Linked DNA regions of Xenopus laevis: region 2 is linked to region 1. The links are chromatin contacts, called in public Hi-C maps. All regions are on one chromosome and are shown on one strand. The core of a region is the stretch at or near the end of the contact, and the rest is flanking DNA. Distances in the headings are between cores, read along the strand shown.

Region 1 (7,391 bases), core at 1,864-4,363:
TTTAATAAGCTGCTTGTCTAATTGCAGCATACAGAGACTTATTATGTTGAGTTTGTGTTTCAGATGAGCTGATTTGCATACTTGTATTCAGATAACAATGGCTGCATTAGAGTAGAATATATTAAGATATTGCCAATTAAAGGGATGTTGTTTTTATGATCCTAATAAAAATAAATAGTTTGGTGCCTAATTTTACATTCCTGAAATAAACAGTGCAAAAGATCCACAAAAGCTAATCCTCCTACAATAAGATAATGCATTAAGAACAAGGCACTCTACAGAACAGTGCAGGATACGATCTTACTGTGGTTTTGCTTGGTTGTTGCTTCTTCATCCTTTTGGGACGTAGTTTTGTGAAATGTTCCAATTTTTTGCCTTCTCCTGAGGGTAGTTCTGCTATCGCACTAGATGTACGTTTGTCTGGCCTGCTGGATGGGTAGGGAGGGTCCTCAATATGTATCGGGACTTCTTTCAGAACTCTGTCCAAATCAAATTCCATCTCTAAAATTCAAATATCAAAAGTGATAATTAATCCTTATACTGCTTTTACACTAGCATTGGCCAAAACCAGGGATAAAATGGAGTCTATTGGAGACCACCTTTCCGTAATTCGGAGCTTTCCTGAAAACGGATCCTATACCTGTACTACATTGTTTGCCAAATGGGCTAAATAAGCACCAGAATTATTTTTCATCTGAATTAGTTGTGCGTTTCTCTCTCTCTAAGCAAACCCTATGCTATATGTGTGTGTGTGATGCTGTTATCTAGGTGCAGTAATCTAAAATATAGTATCCAATGTAAATATATATTCCAGACCAGAATCGTCAAGACAAGAATATTGTCAAATTCCTAATATGTATAAACATAAACATCATTTATTGCCAGACTAGGAAAGTTTTAAACCTTAAAGGGATACTGTCATGGGAAAAAACATTTTTTTCAAAATGAACCAGTTAATAGTGCTGCTCCAGCAGAATTCTGCACTGAAATCCATTTCTCAAAAGAGCAAACAGATTTTTTTATATCCAATTTTGAAATCTGACATGGGGCTAGACATATTGTCAATTTCCCAGCTGCCCCAAGTCATGTGACTTGTGCTCAGATAAACTTCAATCACTCTTTACTGCTGTACTGCAAGTTGGAGTGATATCACCCCCTCCCTTCCCCCCCCCCCAGCAGCCAAACAAAAGAACAATGGGAAGGTAACCAGATAACAGCTCCCTAACACAAGATAACAACTGCCTGGTAGATCTAAGAACAACACTCAATAGTAAAAACCCATGTCCCACTGAGACACATTCAGTTACATTGAGAAGGAAAAACAGCAGCCTGCCAGAAAGTGCAGGCACAAGTCACATGACCAGGGACAGCTGGGAAATTGACAATATGTCTAGCCCCATGTCAGATTTCAAAATTGAATATAAAAAAAATCTGTTTGCTCTTTTGAGAAATGGATTTCAGTGCAGAAGTCTGCTGGAGTAGCACTATTAACTGATGCGTTTTGAAAAAAACATGTTTTCTGATGACAGGATCCCTTTAAACAGGAAAAAAGGATTGAAAAATCTACCCAGCAAATGGAAACTCTCCAATGTGGGTGGCAAAGGTACTGGTGGGGAACTTGTGTACAAAGCACAATGTTTATTTCTGTAATTAACATAGCAGCATTGTGTTTTAGCTATGCAAGTGCATGATAAAAAATAATCATATTACATGACATATGCCTGAACTCCCTGACAGTTGCCAGCTTTCTCTGAAAGAAACTGTTACAGCTTTGCGACACTTGTCTACTTTTCAGAAATGATTGGAGAATGACCTTATCTCTGCTCTTTGTGAGTGGAATGCAAAATATATGTCATGTTTTCAAGACCAAGACACATCAAAGTTAGTTGGTTCCTGAATTATTTAGGCAGACATTTGTTCAGACTACTTACCAAAAGCTCGGGAAACTGGGCGAAGCATTCTGCTGTGAATGCTCTTTCTCTTTGACTTGGGCGTCATCTGGAAAAAGAACAGTAAACAGAAGCGTTACGCTTAGACCCAGAATCAATTTTGATGTTTTTTACATTCATAAAATAGCATTAATAAAAATAAGGCTACACTTACATAAAACTCTCACCCTCACGTTGGACACTTACAAAAAGTAATTACTGTGCTAACTGATTATCTGCCTCTCAGGGGGCGTCAGACTTGTGCACTAAGGTGACCAGGTTGCACTATTACTAAATACAGTTTATACTAATTGAGACCAGAGTGCTCTATAATCTAGGGGACATAAAAAATGAATAACATTCATAGTAGGCTGCTTTCTGTTGTAACCAGTTAATCCATGGAGAGTGGCAGGCTCACAATTGTAATGTAGAGAATTAATGCTAGTCCAGCTTCCATAACGTATATTGCTTTTACAAAAGAGCTCAGCCTGCCTAATTGCCTCTTATGAGCAAGGGATCTTATCAAACGTTTAATACCAATGTAAGAGATAGGCACGTATAGCTCAATTCTACAGTGGCAAATATCATCCACAGGTTCTGCCTTACTGGATGGTATTTTATGATTGGAACATATCTTTGCACTGTGTTAAAGGTGATAATTGTGATACCCAGTGGGTGGCAGCCAGTGGCTGACTGGAATTCGTTTTGGCCAAATTTTCCTTAAATTTGAATTGAAGATGTTTAACTTTAATGGGTGAAATGCATAAGAATTCAGAAATGAAATAGATATTTTCAAAAATATGAATGTATAATTGTACATTAGGCATTTGAAATTGTAATACTTGAATGTGACATAATAATTTTTGTCAGAAAATGACATTAGGAATAACATTATATAAGATGTTTGATTGCATACAGTGAGCATTGACACATTGAAATATGGTTTCCAGAGTTTTTTTGAATCTAGAAAAATATCTAGATAAATAACCCTTCTTTCCTAAATCAAACAAAGACCTATACAACAGAAATACTAAACATAGGTTTTTTTTACTCAAATTCAAATAATGCTTAACATTTTGTAGAGTCCCCTCAGACCTGACCGTGACGTTTTTACACAAACTAAACAATACATTTACATTATAAGAAGGTTCTTTGTGCTAAGATACCCCCTTTGGGCTAAAAAAAGCTTTGTACTCAGCACATTCATTTCTAGCACAGCCCTCTGCTCTCTGCTGTGCCCACCTCTAACTACTGCACTAAATGTTCTCAAAAACAAAAATGAAATATGCACATAAGAAAAACTGTTTACATAAACACATAAACATGTTTTATATATATATTCCCCCAACAGTCTTCCAATTGCCAGTGGTGCAATTGGTGGGGCATGGTTGTTTATATAAACATTTCAGAACAAACCATGAATTAACTCAGAGGATGAGAAACATTCCCCTTTTACGCATATTAACATTATCTATTTATTTGCACTGACCCATATATAGTACAGAGACTTAAGGATTTATTTACACTATTAGTAATGAAAGTAATATATTTTTCAGACAATATAACATTGTTTACCCTCTTATCCTAAAAATGAATTGGATAACAGTGTGCAATTTTAGCTTTGCCATATTTAATGCACAAGTTCATTGAAAAGGTTTTGTGATGCCCCTGAGGCCTTTTATTTTTTGTGTGAATCATTCAGGCTTCACAGACAGACTTTACTTTTATCCACAATCAGCACTGCACATTTGCATACTGTATGGAGTGGAATTTGAAGGGCAGAGATGCAATTTATTCCATTTCTAGGCTTAATAAATATGAATAGATGTTAAATGTTGATGTTAAAGAAATATTTAGTATTTAGTTATTTAGCCTACCATATTCAGTAAAGAGTGGGCAATAAGTACAATTAATTACTAAAAACAACAGAGCTACAGACTGTATTTGCAAATATTGAGAAAAATGTTATGTAAACACTAATAGTACAGATATGGGATCCGTTATCCAGAAAGCTACAAATTTCAAAAAGGCTGTTTACCATATTTAAATTTTTAAAAAACCGTTTCCTTTTTCTCTGTAATAATAAAACAGTACCTTGTACTTGATACCAACTAAGATGTAATTAATCCTTATTGGAAGGAAAACCCGCCTTTTAAGTTTATTTAATGTAATGATTTTCTAGCAGATTTAAGGCATGAAGAACCAAATTATGGAAAGATAAGTTATTCGGAACACCCCAAGTCCTGTGTTTAGTTGTAGCCTCCTATAATGTAGTCATAAGTGTATTTCTTTTGCTGTAATAAGAGTACTTTATACTTGAAATTTTGTAACTTTATGAACTTACAACAGCACTTTGACAAAGGTTTTAAACCAAAACAGAAACGTTAATGCAATGTAATTTTTTAACACTGGAATAAAAGGAGATTTTTTGAAACGGAGTTCAGCACCCGGAACCCGGTGGACAAAAATAGAGAATCCACCAAAATATTGTCACCAGAAAAAGAACTTGTGCTCTCTGTTAGAGGAGAAAAAATAAAACTTTTGGTTAATTGTTCTCATAAAACAGTCAGAGTTCTCCCCAGAAATATAATTATAGGGGACCTGACTGGTCTGTATGAAACACCTCACCTTCCCAAAGTTTATAATTGGCTAAAAAATTCCTATGAGTAAGTGCCCCAACAGGCACGAAACGCGTTAGGTTTTTGCCCAATATGTCCTAATGAATATTTTGTATTTTTTTTTTTACACACACTCACATCTATTGGTATGTCACATGGTCTGTCTGAAACACCTCACCTTCCCAAAGTTTATAACTGGCTAAAAAATTCCTTTATTTTTGGCCAGTAAAGCTTAACTACAAGTCAGAAGTGAGAAAATGTATGTATGAATAAAATGTATTAATAAATGTATTGAATATATCATATTTTCATAACTGAATTCTCTATGTGTTTTATTCACTTAGTCACTCTTCATAGTGTTCCGTTCCATCATGTCTTTCTTGTTTGCGGAGCTGAAAACTGCACTGAAAAGGCCTAACTGCTATCCTGTCATACAAGTTCATGACCAATTTAAAATAGAATTCCAACAGGTTACAAACCAACATCAATCCGACGCCTGAGGCCATGATTAAAGGAGTTACTCCCGAAAAGCGTCAGGTGATGTTGGTTAGTGACCTGTTGGAATAAACCACCTTTTTTTTATCTAACCGGAGTGCCGCCTTTCTATTCCTTGAGCAATTATTATTTCAGTGGGGACGCTGATGGCAGAGCACCCAGATCACAACAACTAAAAAATGGAGCTACACTAAGAAGATCACACAGGGGGTGAGTTTGGAGCAGCCTAAATCTTATTTGTACTGTGCCTATGTTATAAAAAGCTACAATTGTTTCTTTGCTTATCTTAAATTGTAACAAATGTATCTTTTTCTGGCATCAGTGCAGGAGATCTAAGAGAAACTTCGGACTTTTTAATAAAAATTCACAATTGCAGGCTGAGCTATCTAGAACAGATAGAGCCTTAGCCTACAGCATAATTCAGAACCATTACAAGATATAGGGTTGCGGCATTCCACTGACATCACGGGGGGGGGGCAATTACATTGTGGGCAGGACAAGGACATCCCACGGGTTGGTTGGTGGACGGAGCTATGACGTGGAGGTTGGCCAATCACCAAATCAATCCGGGTCAAATCTGGACAGGTGGCAATCCTAGCAAGCATGTAGCATGTGAACATCTGTTTTAAGATGGTTTTCACTGCATGTCTTGTATTAAAAAGGACTCTTCAGCTCTTTACCTCTTCTCAACCTAACTGTGATGATCTCAAAGATCCCTTCAGAAGCCATTTTGAATATCCTGAACTAAAGAAATAGGCTTTTGCAATTTTGAATATATGGCTCTAAAATATTAGAATGTATCTGTTCCATTACACCAATGGTTCTGAGGGAATAGTTGGCCACAGGAACATTAAGGAGTGATGTGAATGTCTTCTCCCAGGAGGGTTTAAGTCTCTCTTTTTGTGTGTAGCATGAGACATGCGAGTACATTCTGTTTTAAGATGACTTTCAAGGCATGTATAGAAAAGATTTACAAATCTTGTCTCACCAGTGACTTAAATCATAGCATTTTAACCAGTTGGCTGAAAATAGATGCTAGCTGCACACAATGCAGAAGGCTCCAAGACTCACTTGTTTTAAAAGATACAACCAATATATGTATTGCTCTCAGCACAAGATTCCTTCAAAAGCACAACCGTTTTCTGAAAGTCTATATTGATGAGTATTAATGGTGTTCTTTTAGTAACAGTGATAAAAAAAATGCCTTTGTAAAAAACCCAAGAGACAGACAGGCATGCAGCAGAAAGGCAAATAAAGCAGGATAGTCTAAAAGAAGAGACAAAAAAAACGCAAAAATGAAAATACTTACACTTCTACAGCAGAGAGTCTCCAAGCAGCAAAAAGAAAAAGGAAAGGATATGAATAAAAAGAAAAGAAAGCAGGAAACATCAATAAAGAGCAAAGAGAAGCCAAAAACGTAAAATAAAAATAATAAAATAACAAAGACATAGTAAGTAAAATGAAGGGACTGGGCTACTGCTTCTGGCCTTGTCAGAAATGATAATATTCTCAGACTCAGGGAGTATATGCCTTATGACCAACGCCACTCGTTAATTCAAACAGTCTGGCTAACAGATCTGATCTAATCAACACTGTACACACTATAATCACATTAAATAGCAGTGTTGTTATTATTCTGGACGTGCACCTGCATAGACTGGAACACACTGGCCATGACAAAGTGAGATAAAATAAAAAAGGCAGGCTTCTCTTTCTTTTCCCAACAAGGCAGGATTGTAAAATTCTTTGCTTCTTGTTTTCATTTACAGTCATACAGAATACAGAGGAAGCAAGGCAAAGTATTAGCAAAATCTCTTATGGACCAACAGAGCTTAAAATCAATTTTCTTCATCTGCCTTAGAGAATAAAGGCAGAAAACAGACACGCTACTTTGCAACACCTCAGAAACAAATCGTGCAATGATAATGGGATCACCATGCTAAAATCAAAATAATAACTACAGAACATTACAGATATATATCCCTTGAACTGTGGATTTTTCAATTTCTGTACTGGCAGCATTCTAAATTGTTCCAAAATTGCAAAACTAATTTATAGCTGATGCTAGCTTGTCAACGTTGTGCTGGCAAAGCTGGCAAATATTAAAGTATTAGTTGGCTAATAATACACTGGGTAAGAAATATTGCAGTATTAGTTGTCTAACACCAGCTTGGGAAAGAAAAGTTGGAAATACTTGCAGTATTAGTTGACTAATAAACCCAGAGGAAGATTTATCAAAATGTTGAACTCAATTTCTTGTTAACAGTAAACAAGTCCCCTCTTTTATATGGAAGGTGGTTTGCTTGGCATATCACACAAGTAATTACCGTTTTCAGTAACACCCTCCTTT
Region 2 (7,391 bases), core at 2,190-4,689, 140 kb after region 1:
GAAGAAAACAACCATGGTTGACAGGCAGTTTCCTTTGAGGTGAAAAACTGGCAGCAGAAAAGGGTATTGAGCATTTGCAAAATATAACCCCACAAAACACTGCCACTATTACACTGTGCAATAGACTTACACCATTAAGCTGAAGGCAGAACATCTTGTAAGTAAGTGCACTGACAGGCACAGGATCAGCCTGACAGCACACAAACAGAAAGCAGATTGTGGAGCAAAAATTAATACTTTTCCTCCACTGGTGTGCACAATGCACAAACATTTTTCATACAAAATCAAAAGAGATATATATATATAGATATATATATATATATATATATATATATATATATAAACATATATATAAACAAGAACAGATCCGGCCTGGTGCACTCCCAACCAACTTGGTCCAATGCCTGGGTGCAGGCTTCCACAAAATTATATATACAAATATTAACAAACCGCACTCCAGGGTCTTTGTCCTCTGTGCAAAAAGGTGAGACTTTATTTCAACGTTTCGGCTCCATAATTCGGGCCGACTTCCTGATGACGGCCCGAATTATGGAGCCGAAACGTTGAAATAAAGTCTCACCTTTTTGCACAGAGGACAAAGACCCTGGAGTGCGGTTTGTTAATATTTGTATATATATATATATATATATATATATATATATATATATATATATATATATATATATATATTCTGACAGCAAAAAGTTAAGAACCACTCAATCATTGATCATGCATGCTGATCTACAGAGAAAAATCAAGAAGAGCTTTTGAATTTTGATAAACCATCTTAAAGACTAAATCTAAATCTCACCTTCATGGGACTTTGACCCCCCCCCCCCAGGGAGCCGTAAACGTGTCCAGTACATCACAGAAACACAACTGAGCATGTAAACAAACATGTCTGATGTGGAATGTCTGATTTGCGTGTTACACTGTCGCACTACAATACCCAGTTGGGGAATGATGGGAAGTTCAAGCTTAACAGCTGGAGAGCCAGAGCTTGGACATTTCTTAATGAAGAATCTCTTTTTTTTTGCTAAGTGTGCCTAATCTATAGTAGATTTCTGCCAGCAATTTATTTGCTGCAGGATCTTCCTACACACACAGGATAATATACACTGGCACCATTATCCTCATGGAGCTGCTCAGCATTGTTATTAAGTGCCATTAGCAGGAATCCCCATAGGGGGCTGAGACTGTTATGTTTACAGAAATCCATTCTGATCCCAAAATAAACTCCATGCTGTTACTACTGTAGATTTACAGTGCTGTCAATACATTTCATCCATGCGGCTCAAACATTGGTGAGGTTTTAGTCCCCAGCATACAAAGGTGAGCAGTCACTCCCACTTCATTAACCCATTGGGCACTGAAAGGGGCAAGTGGAGGTGCAGTCAGTCACCTTCAGTCAAAGAACTTAATTACAGATGTGCCAGGCAAGCCAGTGAGCACGTGCCAGTTGCACCAATAGGTATATTAACCTTTTTTTTGACTGGGGCTTAAGTCATACAACAAGAGTGGCACCTCCAAGATATCTATTATAAATATAAATAAATATATATATATACATATATATATATATATATCCACCGTTGAAGACCGCACACGTCATTCACAAGTCATTAGCTGGGTGCTGTGTGTAGATTGTGAAATCCTGTACTCCAAAAGTTACACGCACAGCGAATCAAATCTCTTTTAAGGTTTATTACAAAAATTGTTGATTATACATCACATCGACGTTTCGGTTCATGGTTTAGAACCTTTCTCATGGATAAGCATCTGGAGAAAGGTTCTAAACCATGAACTGAAACGTCGATGTAATGTATAATCAACAATTTTTGTAATAAACCTTAAAATAGATTTGATTCGCTGTGTGTGTAACTTTTGGAGTACTATATATATATATATATATATATATATATATATATATATAGAGAGAGAGAGAGAGAGATATAGAGATATATATAGATATATATATAATTATAACAGATATGTTGGAGGTGCCACTCTTGTTGTATGACTTAAGCCCCAGTCACCTATTGGTGCAACTGGCATGTGCTCACATAGATATATATACAGACACATAGTCAATGTATGCAATAGGGGTAGGTGGGTGCTTAGTGTGATACATCCAGGAAGAGCAGTCTTACCTAGCAACTCTCTGGGGACCTCGGAGGTTTCTTCTGTCATTCTGTCAGCCCCTCTTGTGTTTGATGGTTGAACAGTAGCAGGCAGCCAGCTGCTCCACCACACAGATCCCTCAAGGTCTCACACAGCAAATCCGATGCACAAGGGGCAAATGATGTCACTGCGTACTGTACATACCCCCGGCAGCAGCCTCCCATGCCCCAAATTAATAGCAGAAAGCAGGAAATACACTGTATCCCGGTTCAGAAAATCCCATGCACTGACTAGTGGGAGAGGCTTAAAGAGCCAGAGAGAGGGGGGTGGGGTGTGAAAGACAGATAGGAGGAGGGGAGGCTGATAACAGCAGGTCTCTGTCTGTCTTCCCTAAAGCTGGATTTCCTCAGCAGTCTCTCTTTCACTGGGCTGCACTCGCACACACGCACCTTGTCTCTTCGCAACAGCGCCCCCTTCCTCGCTTTTGTGGGAGCCGCTACAGGCAGCACACCTACAGGCTGAAGGGTGTTCCATTAGGAGTAAGCGACGGGCGGAGGGAGGGGTGGCACCCTGAGCTGGTCCCTCACCTGCACCCACGCCGTAGCTCGCGAGACTTAGAAGGGTGGGAAGGAAAAAGAGCAAAAAATACCTCCTCAGGGTGCGAACTTCATGGCTGAGTGAGCAAGCTGAGCGCCGGAGTTGTGTATTAGATAAACTCCACACTTAAACTGTAGACATGAATAAAATCACTGCCCACGGTCAAACTGTAATATCCCTCTGCTTATACCTGGGTAACATAACATACAACGTTTATAGCCTGCTAGTCATGGATTAAATGACTTTTGTACAACACTGTACCAAGCAATGACTAAAATGTAAATAATGTAATAAAGGTGACATAACCAGAGGCCAGCCACCCCCTATTGCAACTACAAAATAAAGACGTTCCACAGTGGAACACAGGGCCGCCATCAGAAATTGCAGGGCCCCATACGACGAAATTTCCTGGACCCACCTGGGCTGTGCCCTCCCCACCCCACAGGCCCACCCCCACCACACAGTAGAAAAAAAAAAACATTGGTGGCTAGGGTTTCCACATATTAATAAAAATATATTGGTGGTCAGGGCCCCCCAATAAAAAAACGTTTGTGGTCAGGGCCCCCCTTAAACATCCATGTAAATAACTTGACCCCCCCCCCCAGAAATTTAAAAATTTGGGCTCCACCACACAAGGACCACAAAGGGTTACCTTTAGGGGAGCCCTGCCATTCTGTACTTACTTCATTAGCTTGGCCCACCTGCTGTCAGTGAGCTGCCAACTACAGAAGGGAGGAGGGGAGCACAGGTGACAACATTTTCTTCCCTTATCGGTCACAGAATTTCAAGTCCCGGTAAAGCTGCATGGTGATTGGATGAGCTGGAGGAGAAGTTCAAACCTCAGCTATCCAATCCCTGAGCAGCTCAACAGAGACAACTCTGTGACCAATAAGGGAAAGTAATGGACAGAAGATACCTCCCCCTGTGCTCCTGCCCTGCCTTCCCGAAGTCGGCAGCTCTCAGAAAGCAGGGGGGCTAATCAAGTAAGTGCAGTGTGGCCGGCCCCCCTTACCCTCGGGCTCCCTACATCTCTCCCCCCTGTCCTCCCCCTGATGGCGGCCCTGGTGACCATGTTTAATTGTTTTGTGGCCTGATTGATACTGGACAGTAAGTTGAGGTTGTTGTGAGGGGCAGGGGTGGGGGATTTTGATGTAGCAGCTGGGGGTGGGCTTGGGTACCTAGTGGGTGATTTCTATATTTACCATCTAGGCATTGTGACCAACCCAAAGGCCGGTATTAGGTGGAACAAAGTTGGCAATTCTAATAACTGGCATAGCCAGTAAAATACCAGCCATAACTACTAATTCACCAGAATATAGTTGCCAGCAGGGTCGTATTTACATAGCGGGCACCCCTGGGCCCGCTGTTGTTCGTCACCCCTGTCCCCTCCCTTTTATTCGCTGAAATTTTTGTCATTGGGACCAAAGCAATGGGGATTGGCGCGCATTAAATTTGAAAAACTATCGCATCCCCAGGGTTTATGAACCAATGTGGGTGTGGGTGCATGCCTCTCCACAAATCCAGGCCTGGTTGCCAATATATTTGTAATACTCTGTTGCCTATGATGCCTCCATGCGTGGCCCAGTCCCGCTGCCCCCTCATGACACAACTCCACCCCCTTACTCAACTAGCACAATGATGGAGAGCTCGGTCCTCTGGATATAACACACTTGTGGTGCTTATCCAGAAGACCATTCACCTGCACAGGGGGTCAATAAATATAACAAACATGGGAAAGTCGTGCTCACCAATAATTTTAAACCAGTAAGCAGGGGTGCAATGAGTCTGTGACCACAAAATTCTTACAGACAAATACAAGAGGTCCTCTGTACTCAACCCATTAGTGAGTAATGTAAAATAGTATGCAATCAATGTCTCATAATATAAGAGTTCCAAATTGAGCCCAACCCTGCCTACTCTCCAAATCTAAATCACTTCACCCAGACCCACCTGCAGCCTCATGCCACAATGCTATGCTACCCCCAAAATGGCTACCCCATGGCCCTGAAACTTCACAACTCTGCCCTCCTATGTCATTGGCCGTTTCGCCCAAGAATAAAGAACTGTAGGGCCTCCCCTAAAGCTACTACTCTTGGCATGGGCCCACGGGTGCCTATATGGTAGACAGAGGACAAGTTGCATGGAACTCTGGCTTCTAATAGCAAGGGTTGAATAATACTTTATAATCTATAGTGCCACCTTTACACACTTACTCTGCTTACAGCCCACCACTAACTATTGCTTTCCTTTGGACCCACTAATTTCCCCCTATGCATCATAACAGTGCCCTGTAACTCCTTATTTCAATTCCATTTGGTTTGAAATATCATTGGGCCCTGAAACAACATCTATAGAGTGGGTTGCAGAGCACCAGTGCACTTACTGATTGGCTCCCTTTATGTCATGGGGGGAGGTTGAGACAGTAGTGGCACATTAGTGGTTCATAGCACTAGTGTGGGTGTCTGTTTAAGTTATGAACTGCACATCCTGATGTCAGAACTAGATGTTCAAGGGATATAATAGATAGTAATAATAGTATATCCAATCATATCATTATAAACGGTGCTCAATAGTACCTTCAATAATAATCAGTGCTTAATGATATCATTTCTATGCAGAATGCTAGGGACCTGGGGTTTTCTGCATAAGGGATCTTTCCGTAATTTGGATCTCCGTACCTTATGTCTACTCAAAAAATCATTTAAACATTAAATACACCCCCAATAGCATTGTTTTGCCTTTAATAAGGATTCATATCTTAGCTTGGATCAAGTATGAGGTACCGGTACTGTTTTATAAATACAGAGAAAATGGAAATCATTCAAAAAATGCTAATTATTTTATTAAAATTAAGTCTATGGGAAACAGCCATCCCATAATTTGGAACTTTCTGGATAATGAGTTTCTGGATAACAGATCTCATACCTGTAACAGAAGTCACAGTGATGTTCCATGACCTGTATATACCTGTAGCACTTGCATTGACATGCATCTTTACAATAGATAGTATATTATTCACTATAGAAATACAGGTATGGTATCCCTAAAATTGTACTTGATTCTTATTAAGCTGCATTAATCCATATTGGTGGCAAAACAATGCTATTTTATTTATTTAACATTTCAACGTTTTTAGTAGACTGAAAATATGGAGAACCAAAATCCCTGCTCCAGAAAATCCCAGGTCCAAAGCATTCTGGATAGAATGTTCCATAACTGCATACATGTGTGCGAGGCCGGAACTAGTGGTAGGCAGAAGAGATATATGCCTAGGGCACAAAGGTGAAGTGGGTGCTGGGCACGCACATACCTCTTCCATCTGCTTACCCCTATACTGTACTAAGCTTGCATTCACTCCCAGCTCTGCATTAGTGTATTACAGATATGAGTATAGGACCTGTTATACAGAATGCACAGAACCTGGGGTTTTCCGGATAAGGGATCTTTCCATCATTTTTGGACCCCCATACCTTAAATCTGCTAAAAATAATAATAAATAAAGGAGAAGTAAACCCCTTATTAAAAAAAACCTACCCCTACCCTAAATAGACCCCCTCCCTCCCTAGCCTAGCTGCTACCCCGGGCAAATACCCCTAATGTTTTACTTTCCCCTTGGTGCAGATTCACGGTCTCCAACGGGAAGTAAGTTCCCTATCGGCACATGCGCATTTGGAGCAGTCTTTGGGTTTTTGACAATGCACATGCGCCGAAAGTCATGATAATTGTTGCATCGCCAGAAGAAGACCCGATGAAGCCCAAAGAAGAACAAGATGGCACCTGTGAACGCCGATGCCGTGAATCTGCACCGAGGGGTAAGGGTTTTTCTTTAATAAGGGTTTTACTTCTCCTTTAAACATCAAATACACCTGATAGGATTGTTTTGTCTTCAAGAAAGAAAACATATTTCTCAGTTGGGATGATGTACAAGGTAAGTCTTATTTTTATAGAGAAAAAAGAAAATCATTTTTAAAAATGTGAATTATTTGATTAAAATGGAGTCTATGCGAGATGGCCTTTTGGTAATTCAGAGCTTCCTGGATAATGGGTTTCAGGGTAATGCATCCCACACTATTTAGCTGAATAGTAGTTACAGTGACAGTTTTACCTCTTTGGTACTAGGCTAATGTTCTCTAAAACCACAACATTCAGTTAAAATATCCCCCCACAACATTCTCTCTATGTATTAAACAGTCTGCAGCAATCCATGGGACCTCTGGTACTGGCCCTATTGACATGCCAGCCTAGGCCTGGCCTTCCTTTCCTTGAATACATTCCTGGGTATGAAATTATGCTTTATGCCAGTATTAATAATAGGCTAAAATATAGGAAGGCTACTATTTTTGCTATTAATGGTAAAAATGTATATTTCCCCATGCGAGAAACACAGCAGCAGAGTGCCACACGTTGTCCCCTCATTGCCCTATTGCCTTCTATGGGATATTATCCTTTACTGGCTTTACTGAAACAAAGATTGGGTGTTTTATGCTAAATGCACCCTTGGTACAAAAAAAGTAACTTGGATGAGAATTTCCTCTCTTCCACTCAAAATTGTTGTCCCTATATAGAAAGCTTAGTATAAGATTTGAACTATTCCACTTTTAATGCAAAGTAATGAGACAAATGTAAGTCAAGTGGCAACAAAATCACATTTATAAACATTAATCTTCATTTAT

Evidence for each region. Hi-C and Micro-C count contacts between places; a contact is called where the count stands out from the background.
Region 2: a contact with region 1 is called in a Hi-C map of the XTC cell line, with 4 times the contacts expected there. The contact joins the promoter of carmil1.S here to the enhancer-like site in region 1. A contact is called at or near these places in 2 of 4 Hi-C or Micro-C datasets (the XL177 cell line and the XTC cell line).

What each region holds. Positions count from the first base shown.
Region 1 is chr6S:83,078,323-83,085,713 of Xenopus_laevis_v10.1, forward strand. carmil1.S (F-actin-uncapping protein LRRC16A) reads right to left here. Exons shown (of 38, transcript XM_041567768.1): 30 at 6,351-6,368; 31 at 1,932-1,998; 32 at 305-501. Among protein-coding and RNA genes, the nearest start is that of scgn.S, 26 kb to the left of the region's middle. Within about 2 kb of position 3,114, at least 1 of the 7 cell types and tissues checked has an H3K27ac peak or open chromatin away from gene starts, as enhancers often do.
Region 2 is chr6S:83,216,380-83,223,770 of Xenopus_laevis_v10.1, forward strand. It overlaps carmil1.S (F-actin-uncapping protein LRRC16A), which reads right to left and starts at 3,440. Exons shown (of 38, transcript XM_041567768.1): 1 at 3,402-3,440.